2 separate regions of the Mus musculus genome follow, and region 1 is linked to region 2. The links are chromatin contacts, called in public Hi-C maps. All regions are on one chromosome and are shown on one strand. Each heading gives the region's core, a stretch centred on a gene start, on an enhancer-like site or on the middle of the called end of the contact. The rest is flanking DNA. Distances are from core to core; before and after follow the strand shown.

Region 1 (5,393 bases), core at 1,331-3,830, 2.3 Mb before region 2:
AAGAACCCAGTAGTTGCTCAGTCCCACAAGGCTGGGTGTCTCAGCTGGTCCTCCATCTATGCTGGAATCCCATAGAAGAAGGCTCCAGTGCCCGTGAAGGAATGGATGTGCTAGCAGGCAAAGAGCAAAAGCTTCCTGCTTCCGAGCTCTTATATAGACTTCCAGCAGAAAGAGTGAACATTAAAGGCATTTCTTCCCAATTCAAGATGTGGATCAAAGGCATGCATGTGTCTTCTCATCTCAAAGGTCAGAACTAGAAATGGACTCTCCCACTCCAGACCAAACAAAATCTTTCACAGGTTATGTCCTCCATTTCCAGATTGTGACTCATTCCAGATAGACAAGCTGACGACCAAGAATAGCCATCACATATGTAATCTCTGACAATGACACCAGAATCTTGTTAAGAGGGTGTTCATATTCAGAGGATGCTGATGGGTTCTGGTGTGCTATAGTAAGCATCAACTGAAGGAGGCAGTATATACACTTTTATATGAAAATCATGTTTCAAGACGTCAGTGGTGGCTTGGCTCAATGATAGAGGGCTTAGCTGCCATACTTGAGGTCCTAGGTTCAATTCTTAGAAGTTGTATTAGTCAGGGTTCTTTAGAGTCACAGAACTTATGGGTAGTCTCTATACAGAAAGGGAATTTATTGACGATTTACAGTCTGTAATTCAAGTCCCCAACAATGGTCAGCAGCAGCAGTGAATGGAAGCCCAACATCTAGATCAGTCCCACAAGGCAAGGAGGCGAAGAAGAGAGAGAGTGAATCTTCCTTCTTTCAATGTCCTTATGTAGGTCTCCAGCAGACAGTGTGGCCCAGATTAAAGGTGTGTGCCACCATGCCTGGATCTGTCTGGGACTTGCTTTGTCCCGGATGACCTTGAACTCAGAGATCTCCCTGTCTTAATCTTTAATTCTGAGCCACTATGCCTCAAGGTCTCCATGCCAAAATCCAGGTCAGAAACTTGTATCTCCCAGCCTCCAGATTAGCTCACAGGTGAGAGCTTTCCAATTCTGGATTGTAGTTTATTCTAGATAGAGTCAAGTTGACAACCTGGAATAGCCACTACAGGACTGAAGCTGTGTGTGTGTGTGGGGGGGTGGTGGTGAATGTTAAAGGAACAGTGTTTCCAGCTGCTGTGGGACAATGGGATATAGGAGGGTGCTGGAGCAATGTGCAGAATAGACAATAGATTTGGTGTTACATTCTAGAACACTCCACCAGAGTCTTCACAAGAGAAGGGTAGTAATAGGGACTGGTAAGAACTGGGACGAGGACACTGCTTTTCATAAAGTAAATGGGTTTTCTCTCTTTTACACAACACTCTTAAGAGAGAGAGAGAGAGAGAGAGAGAGAGTGTGTGTGTATACATATTTACACACACACACTCAGGTGTATATATATGTATATATACACTCAGGTAAAACACTCACATAAAATAAAATAGTGATTTGTTTTAGTTTGTTTTGTTTTGTTTGAGACAGGGTTTCTCTGTGTAGCCCTGGCTGTCCTGGAACTCACTCTGTAGACCAGGCTGGCCTTGAACTCAGAAATCTGCCTGCCTCTGCCTCCCAAGTGCTGGGACTAAAGGCGTGCTCCACCACTGCCCGGCTTCACTGTGCTTTTTATCTATTATACTTATAAATTAAAACATTATTGTGGGGGCTGGTGAGATGGCTCAGAGGGTAAGAGCACCCGACTGCTCTTCCGAAGGTCCAGAGTTCAAATCCCAGCAACCACATGGTGGCTCACAACCATCCGTAACAAGATCTGACTCCCTCTTCTGGTGTGTCTGAAGACAGCTACAGTGTACTTAAAATAATAAATAAATCTTTAAAAAAAAAAAAAAAACATTATTGTGTTGGAGACAAGACTTATTCAAATATGCTGAGATGGCCGATCTTCTTGTGCGGGCCCAAACGAAACAAGGGGTGGAGAGGACGACAGGCTAATAGAAATGGAAAGGAGAAAAAAAAAGACCTTTAACTGGAGCTAGTCATTTGGTTGGTATTTAGTTTTAATTCAATACATATTTATATAGCAGTTTTCCTATATCTGGAAGTAAGATACTTTATAATTTCTTCTCCCCAAGAGTCATCTGTTATGGGGTTCTGAGGTGCAGGCACTCTATTTTGCCACAGTTGTTCAGAAGCTTAAAATTATACTAAATGGTGTTTCTGAGAAACCATAGCAACTGAGTTCTGTTACACAAAATGTTTTCCCCTTTGAAGCCTAGGCTGATTCTTTTGTCTCCTGAAAAGCCTGAAAACTGTTCACTCACCACAGAGGCTTGCGCGTCCATCCACCTGGGGGCGCCAAGCACTCTTGTTCTTTTTGAGTCGTGAACCCCAGAGGACGTCGCTGCCTTTATAGATAAAGGTGATGTTTCTTTAAGAAACTTCCCCCCACTACAGGGCGGGGAACAAGACTGAGTCTACGTTGGTGGCCAAAATAGCTTGTAAGTCTTGCAATGGACTCTGGAACACTGAGTTTCGGTGCCTTGAGGTAAACGAGGACTGCGGGACGCCGGACTTCAATCCCCATAATGCCGGGCGTGAGCCCGCGGTGCTGCATGGGTAATCCTAGAGGTGGCGGCCATCTTGCGTATGAAACTGCTCCAGCCTCGCGTCTCTTTCCAGCTCCGTTTAATAGCTACGTTTTGGACGGTCTCTCGTCTTCCCGGAGGTTCGTGTGTTCGCGGAAGTTCTTTTTTTTTTTTTTTGGAGGGGGTGGAGTGGGGTGGGGGAGGGCTTGGAGAGGAAGATGGTGGAAGTGCTTACAGAGCGATGGGTCCCGGTGGAGGTGAGGGAGGTATTTCCGGTTTCGTCTGAGCGAACGGCTGGCGCCTGCACCTCCGGCTTTGACACAGCTCTCGCCTCACTGCGAGCGTGGAAGCCCCAAGAGAAGCCTGTCAGCCTTCGGGACCTCCCCGGATTCTTAGAAGGGATCTTGACGTTTTCCTTAGGGACGGAGAAGCCGGAGCGCCCCTGGCCTGGCAGCCCGCCCCCGGTCAGGAGGCCTTGGGGGCCCGGCAGGTAGGGCGCTGACGACGTCGGTCCACCCTGCTGCACTTGCTTGGTTGGCTCTTGACGTTAGATTGAGGACATGGGAGCATGTGGCCGAGGTGGGGGCTCTTTCCGGGAACCTGGCTTTTCTCCGCAGTTGGAGCTTCCTTCGTCTCTGCTAATGGCTTGTCGCCTTTCTTCTCGTTTGTAGGGTTTGGGTTTTGATTCCAAGAGCAGGCCAGATGTGACCAAAAGAGCGCTTTTGGTTTCTTAACGCCCCTCCCTCTATGACAAGAGAAGCGAAGTTGTGATTTTTTTAAAAAGACATAGTCTCTCCCAACCAGGCTGCTCTGCAACCCATTTGTGTAGCCAACCCATACTGGACTGGAAATCTATTGATAGGATTACAGGTTTGAGCTACCACGGCCTGTCAAGAGTAATTTTAATTACATTTATTGACAGGGTCTTGGGTAATACAGACTGACCTTGAACTTACTGTGTAGTCCAGGCTGGTCTTGAGCTCCTTTCAACACCTGCCAAATGCTAGTGTTGCAGTCATAGACCACCCTGCCTAAAAAGTGTATTTTTCAAGTTAGAGAAACTACTAGAAAAGATGAATGATTTGATTTTTAAAGTTTTCTGATTATTTTCCCTAAGCATAATTTGTATCATCACTAAAACTCAAAACTTTTTTTTTTCCAAATTATTACATTCAATTGGAAAACTGCTTTTATACTACTTAAAAGAAAAAGACCCCACAAAGACTGCGTTTTTAGTTAACCTGGTATTTGGATGCTAAAGAGAGATAATTGTTTGGAAGTTAAAGTATATACTACAAAAGACATGATGATTTTAAACAGGAAGGTATTTGTGGTACAGTGTACTGAAGGAAAATGAGATTTTGTAACTTGTGATTCATGTAAAAGAGTTGTCTATGAGCCCGGATGCCAGGGCAGGGCTCTTGACTGTAAAGATGAAAAGGAATGCAAGGACGCAGGCAAGGCTATCTTGTCTGAGTTGACACCATCTGGCTGGAACCTCCCCTCTGTCTATTGCCCCTTGGCGCCGGGTAAAGTCATACATCAACTGGTTGCTATGTGAACAAGATAAGCCCCCAGCCCACAAGAACAAAGTCCTGATGCCCTTTTGCTGAAGCCAATAGTGTGTCTAGTGTGTAGCTATGCTGAATTCCACACCCCTAAGCCCCTCACCCCATAAAAACCCCTAGCTTTTGAGCTTCGTGGCCGACATCCGTTATCTCCTGTGTGGGATGCATGTCGGTCCAGAGCTCCGTAATTAAACGACCTCGTGTAATTACATCGAGATGGTCCTTCGTGATTTTTTGGGTGCACGCGAATCAGGAATTGAGTCGGGGTTTCCCCACGATCTATCAGTACCATAGGCAACTTAAATGTCAACTCTGTATCTGTACATACATATATAAATACATACAGTATGGATTCAAGTTTCCAAATTTAAGTTTGTTTTTTGGTTTTGTGGTTTTTTGTTTTTTTTTTTTTTTTCGAGACTGGGGAGACAGGGTTTCTCTGTATAGCCCGTCCTGGAACTCACTTTGTAGACCAGGCTGGCCTCAAACCTAGAAATACGCCTGCCTCTGCCTCCCAAGTGCTGGGATTAAAGGCGTGTGCCACCTTAAACTCTAGGTTCTTAAACTCTAGAGTGGATTGTTTAAAGATAGGACTGGTAGCACAGGCTTGTAATCTCAGCAACTCAGAAGGATGGAAAATCCAGGGCATTACTGTATTCTACAGAGTGAATTTAAGGCCACCCTTGTCAACTTCGTGAGACATTCTCACAACATGAAAAAAAGACATCGGGTATAACTCTGTAGTGAGGTGCTTGTTTAGCTTGCATGAGATCATGTTCATTTTCTGTACCTCCAAAAAGAATGAGGTGCACATATTTTTAGATGATATGAACTTCAGACTCCTCCCATAAATTATTATGACAGCACTTAAAATAAGTGATTATAAAATTACAGGCTGGGCTGGTGAGATGGTCAGTGGGTAAGAGCACCCAACTGCTTTTCCAAAGGTCCGGAGTTCAAATCCCAGCAACCACATGGTGGCTCACAACCATCTGTAACAAGATCTGACTCCCTCTTCTGGAGTGTCTGAAGACAGCTACAGTGTACTTACATAAAATAAATAAATAAATCTAAAAAAAAAAAAAAGGACACAAGATCGTCTGACTTCTTTAAAAAAATAAAATAAAATTAATTACAGGCTGCTGACTGTAGTTGGGAAGGTCTTACTTTTTTTTTTTTCTTTTGTTTTTTAAGACAGGGTTTCTCTGTATAGCCCTGGCTGTCCTGGAACTCAATCTGTAGACCAGGTTGGCCTCGAACTCAAAAATCGGCCT
Region 2 (4,795 bases), core at 1,153-3,652:
GGGTTGGCTTTCGATCAAAATCACAGGGGCTGGGGAGATGGTTCCACGGGTAAGAGTGCATTGCACGAGGACCCGTTTGAATCTCACACCCACTTTACAAGCTGGGAATGGCTGCATGTGCCTTTAACCTCCAAACTGGGAGGCAGAAATGAGCAGATTACAAGCATTCGCTGACCAGGCAGCCTTACCAAAAAGTGATGAGTGTGGGGGCTCATTGAGAGATCCTGCTTTATGTCAGTAAGGCAGACAGTGATAGAAGGATACACTTGATATCATGTTTTGGCCTCTGCATGTCTGAACACTGACATGTGATATGTGTGCAACACACACACACACACACACACACACACACACAGAGTCAAATAACAAAACTATGGTTTAAAGATCTTAATTGTAGCCAGGCTTGGTGGCACACACGTTTAACCCCAGCACTTGGGGAGGCAGAGGCAGATGTGTCTCTGAGTTCGAGGCCATTCTGGTCCATAGAAAGTGAGTTCCATGAGAGCCAGGGCTGCATAGTGAGATCCTGTCTCAAAAAAAAAAAAACAAAAACAAAAACAAAAACAAAAACAAAGCAAAACAAAAGCAGTAAAGCTGAAGTTGGTCTTCTAGATAGGAATGAGCTGAAGAAAGCAGGTAGAAGTTACTGTCTCTGCATAGTAGAGGCAGGGAGAAGGGACAATAGAGAAAAAGCTGCCTAATATCTGGTTGATCCAGCTTGCTCTTTTTGGTTAAGGGTTTATGCACAGAGAATCATTACATAAACTGGTCATCGCTAATTTCCTAATTTCTTGAGAGGTCAGTTTAGCTTCAGCTTATTGGTGTGGGATTTTATTACCCGTGACTCCGTTTTTTGATTTTCAGCTTGTTTGACGGGACCTGTATCACACCAAAATCCCAGACGAGGACAGGGCAAGCAGTTTTTAAGAGAACGTAAATTTTCATAAGCAGTAGTGTGCCGATTTGTGGAGGACACACAGTGAATAGCGTTCGAATTCGGAGTCAGATACTCATCTGGTGCTGAAGGCAAAGCTGGTGGGCGCTGAAAGATGGGAGGTTTCCCTCTGTGAGAAGGGGGCACCTGGTAAAGATTCAGGAGACCTCCCTACTAGATTGGCAGGAATCAGTTCATCACCGCATGATTGACACTTACTTCTGTTGGCTGTTGGAAAACAAAGCATGTTTGATGCCTTGTTATTATCACAAACGCTGTTAGAAGTGCTTTAATGTTATCTTACAAGTGTTAGAAGTGCTTTAGTGCTATCCACCTCCCTCTACGTATTCATTAAGACTTTTTGGCTGGGCAATATAAATTAATACATCGTTAGTTTAATTCTATGGGAGTATCAACAGCTGTGGCTGACAATGAATCCCTTTACTGATAAGGCACACTTGAGAACACACATAGCATCCACCTTCTCTTTTCTCTTTTTCTTTTCTTTTCCTTTCTTTTCTCTCTTTCTTCCTTTCTTTCTTTCTTTCTTTCTTTCTTTCTTTCTTTCTTTCTTTCTTCTTTCCTTCCTTCCTTCCTCTCTCTCTCTCTCTCTCTCTCTCTCTCTCTCTCTCTCTCTCTCTCTCTCTCTCTCTCTTTTTTTAACAGGATTTCTCTGTATAGCCCTGGCTGTCCTGAAACTCACTCTGTAGACCAGGCTGGCCTCAAACTCAGAAATCCACCTGCCTCTGCCTCCCAAGTGCTGGGACTAAAGGTGTGTGCCACCACTGCCGGGCTTCGATATAATTCTTTATAAAAACTTTTATCTTATGCATATTTATGGTTTACCTGTGTATGTCTGTGCATCACATTCAAGACTTACAGATTAGTTGTGAGCCCCCATGTGGGGAGTCAGAACTGGGTCCTCTGAAAGGGTTGTCAGTGTTAACCGCTGAGCCATCCCTCAGCCCTATAGACTGTAGTTCTCGATTTTGGAGCAGAGATCAGAAGGAACCCTGAAGACTAGATTTGGGTACTAAACTTGGGGAGAGTCCCGCGGGTGTGAACTGCCTGAACTGTTCTGTTGGCTATGTGGAGGAACTACCTTGTATCAAAGGGAGGCTTGCAGGTTCTGGGGCCCTTCCTGACCAAGGCGGAGGCTAAGGCGTTAGCTAGGGCACAGCCGTAAAGTAGTCCAATGTCAAAAGAAGATTTACAACTAAGTCCAAAAAAAAAAAAAGTCTTTAAAATGTGTCTTACATCCAGTTTGGAGCAAGAAACCTGGTCGTCAGCTGTCCGTGGCTCCCCAGGAGGGGGCTCGCACCCCTCAGCCTGTGCCATCAGCTCTGACTCAAGCTCAGTTGCGGCTGCGGAGGACCAAGGGCGCGCGCGGGAGGCGCCCAAACCGGCGGGGAAGCCCGGTCTCGGGTGTCCCCGCCCACAGGGGCGCGGCCGCGCGGCGCTGTCATTGGTGCCCTGGAAGCTGACGCGCAGCACTGGCCGTGGCCGTGGGGCCCGCGGAGGGCGGCGCGCGGCTGATGAAACCGGCTCGGATTCCGCCCGCGTGCGCCATCCCCTCAGCTAGCAGGTGTGAGAGGCTTTCTACCCGCGGTCTCCACACAGCTCAACATCTTGCCGCCTCCTCCGTGAGTACGCGATCCTTGTGATTGCCCAGGAAGCTCTGAAAGCCTGAGTCACCTCGGTGTGCGTGTGTGTCTGTGTGTGTGGCCTCGGGTGGCGTTTCAGGCAGGGCGAGGGTTCTTCTTATCCTCTCCATCTCCGGGGGATGGGTGCGTGGGGCGGGCACCAGTGTTCCGGTCGCCTCCTCCGAGTCCATCTTGGTCCTTTGCAGGCGCGGCGTGGTGCATGATGCAACAGCGGGAGGGAGTGAACACGGGCGACCCGGGTGACGCCCGCCACGCGTGGCGCCGTGTGTAGGCTCCACGTGGGCGCGGGGACCCATCTACGCAGGCTGCCCCGGGTGGCATCCGGAGTCACGGCAGTCTGGGAGACCTTCCCTTACATGGCGCGGTGCGCGGCACCCCGCCCCGCCACGCGGTCCCGGGCAGTGTCGTCAGCCGAGCCGCGCGCAGGATGGACTCTTGTCAGGTCTCGCAGGCATGACCCGAGACCTGAGATTCCTGTCCTCCGGGTCGCCTCATAGTCTCCAGAGGTCCCTTTGGAGGGACTCCCTCTTGGGTGGGTTTTCCTTGTGACCCGATTCGGCCTGCACAGACTGTTCTTCCAGATGGTGTGGAGTGGGAGGAAGTTCTTCCGGCTCCGTAGACAACCTGTGCTCCGTGTGTTTCTGTCCAGTGGAAGACTTCCTGGGCACGATCAGGTCACCAGCCAAGGGTGTCCGCAGAGCAGTCCAGTGTCGCTCGCTCCAGCCCACTGCTGTGTGGACTTGTGTGTTAAGATAGCCAGACATGTGCTGGGATAGGCAGACATGTGCTGGGATAGGCAGACATGTGCTGTCAGGAAAACAAAACAAACTAAAAAACTACATTTCCCAGCACCCACAGTTATACTCTCACGTGCAGGAGGACAGGGTTTCAACCATAGGTGTATTTCTTCTAAAGGTGAGTAAACTTTCACTAGAATCCGGAGCGTTATCTTCTGCGTTATCTTTTGGTTGACTGTCTTAGCTGTCATGGAGTCAGCTGGTAATTGGGATTTTTGTAACATTTCTTGCCCTTCATGTGTGGTTAAGATAATAGGAAACCTCGACACAGTCATCCCCCTGGTATTTTTAGTTGGTCTCAATGGAAATTATTATTTTGACTAGAGCACACCCTTCTGCCACTAAAACAAAAGGGCGTGACTCACGAGATCAGAATAGACATTTAGAGGGGGAAAGTCACCCCATGAATTGAAACAGCTCTGAAAAGTTTAGCGTTTTGAGATCATGTTTTACTTAAGGGTGAAATTTAGAGGGTATATAAGGGAGGGTGGGGGGGGGTGAATAAACCAAAGGAACTAGTTAAGTAGAGATAAGAGATACCCCAGTGGCTAGGGCTGAATCTCACAGCCCCAGGGCTCTTTCTTGGCCCATAATTACAGGTTTTAGATTATTATTATTATTTTTTAAAGGTATGAAGACAAGCTGGCTCCCTTCGGGATTTCTCTTCTAAGACACATGGTCATTATTATATTTGGTAGATCAGTTTCTCCCCACCCCCACCTCACCCTGTGCTCCACCCACAACCCAGCTTCACAACCAGCCTCAAACTTGCTACTTTGCAAAAGATGACCTTGATCCTTTTGCCTCCCACTGTGTCCCTGGGATTACAGGCATTTGCGCGGATCCCAGTTCATGCAGAGCTGGAGAGCGTACCCAGGGGTCTCCTGCACACTCAGCTGCAGGTTTGCACAGTGGGCACCTGACAGGCCGGGTTATTTTTTCTCAGGCCCCAGGACACTTTTTTTTTTTTTGGGGGGATGTAATTAAATGCATTTATTGCTGTTTAAGCCTGCATTCTTTTCATTAGACCCGCCCGGCAGAAATAAGTAACTACATACATGGTCGCATTATGCTCAGGAAATTATGCCTTTCTCCAGAGTTAGAAGTATTTACTAATCCTAGGGAGGAGTATGAAGAAGGAAGACATGGTTAGGGGAAGAAATACCCGGTAACCTGGTGCTTGTCTGGATATCTGTGCCATGTTACCTACAGGCATCTCCTGAAATGTCTTGGTATTTCATCTGGTTCTTAGTCATCACTCCAGGCAGGACCTATAGATAAGACCTTAGAGCGGTGGCTCTCAACCTTTCTAGTGCTGCAACCCTTTAATACAGTTCCTCTTGCTGTGGTCACCGCCAACCATAAAATGATTTCGTTACTACTGCACAAGTGTAATTTTT

What was found. Hi-C and Micro-C count contacts between places; a contact is called where the count stands out from the background.
Region 1: a contact with region 2 is called in a Hi-C map of B cells, with 5 read pairs. The contact joins the promoter of N4bp2l2 here to the promoter of Slc7a1 in region 2. A contact is called at or near these places in 1 of 39 promoter capture datasets (pre-B cells), 1 of 484 Hi-C or Micro-C datasets (B cells) and 1 of 9 other capture datasets (adipose tissue).

Annotation. Positions count from the first base shown.
Region 1 is chr5:150,662,799-150,668,191 of GRCm38.p6, reverse strand. It overlaps N4bp2l2 (NEDD4 binding protein 2-like 2), which reads left to right and starts at 2,580. Exons shown (of 6, transcript NM_201369.3): 1 at 2,580-2,691.
Region 2 is chr5:148,397,511-148,402,305 of GRCm38.p6, reverse strand. It overlaps Slc7a1 (solute carrier family 7 (cationic amino acid transporter, y+ system), member 1), which reads left to right and starts at 2,402. Exons shown (of 13, transcript NM_007513.4): 1 at 2,402-2,577.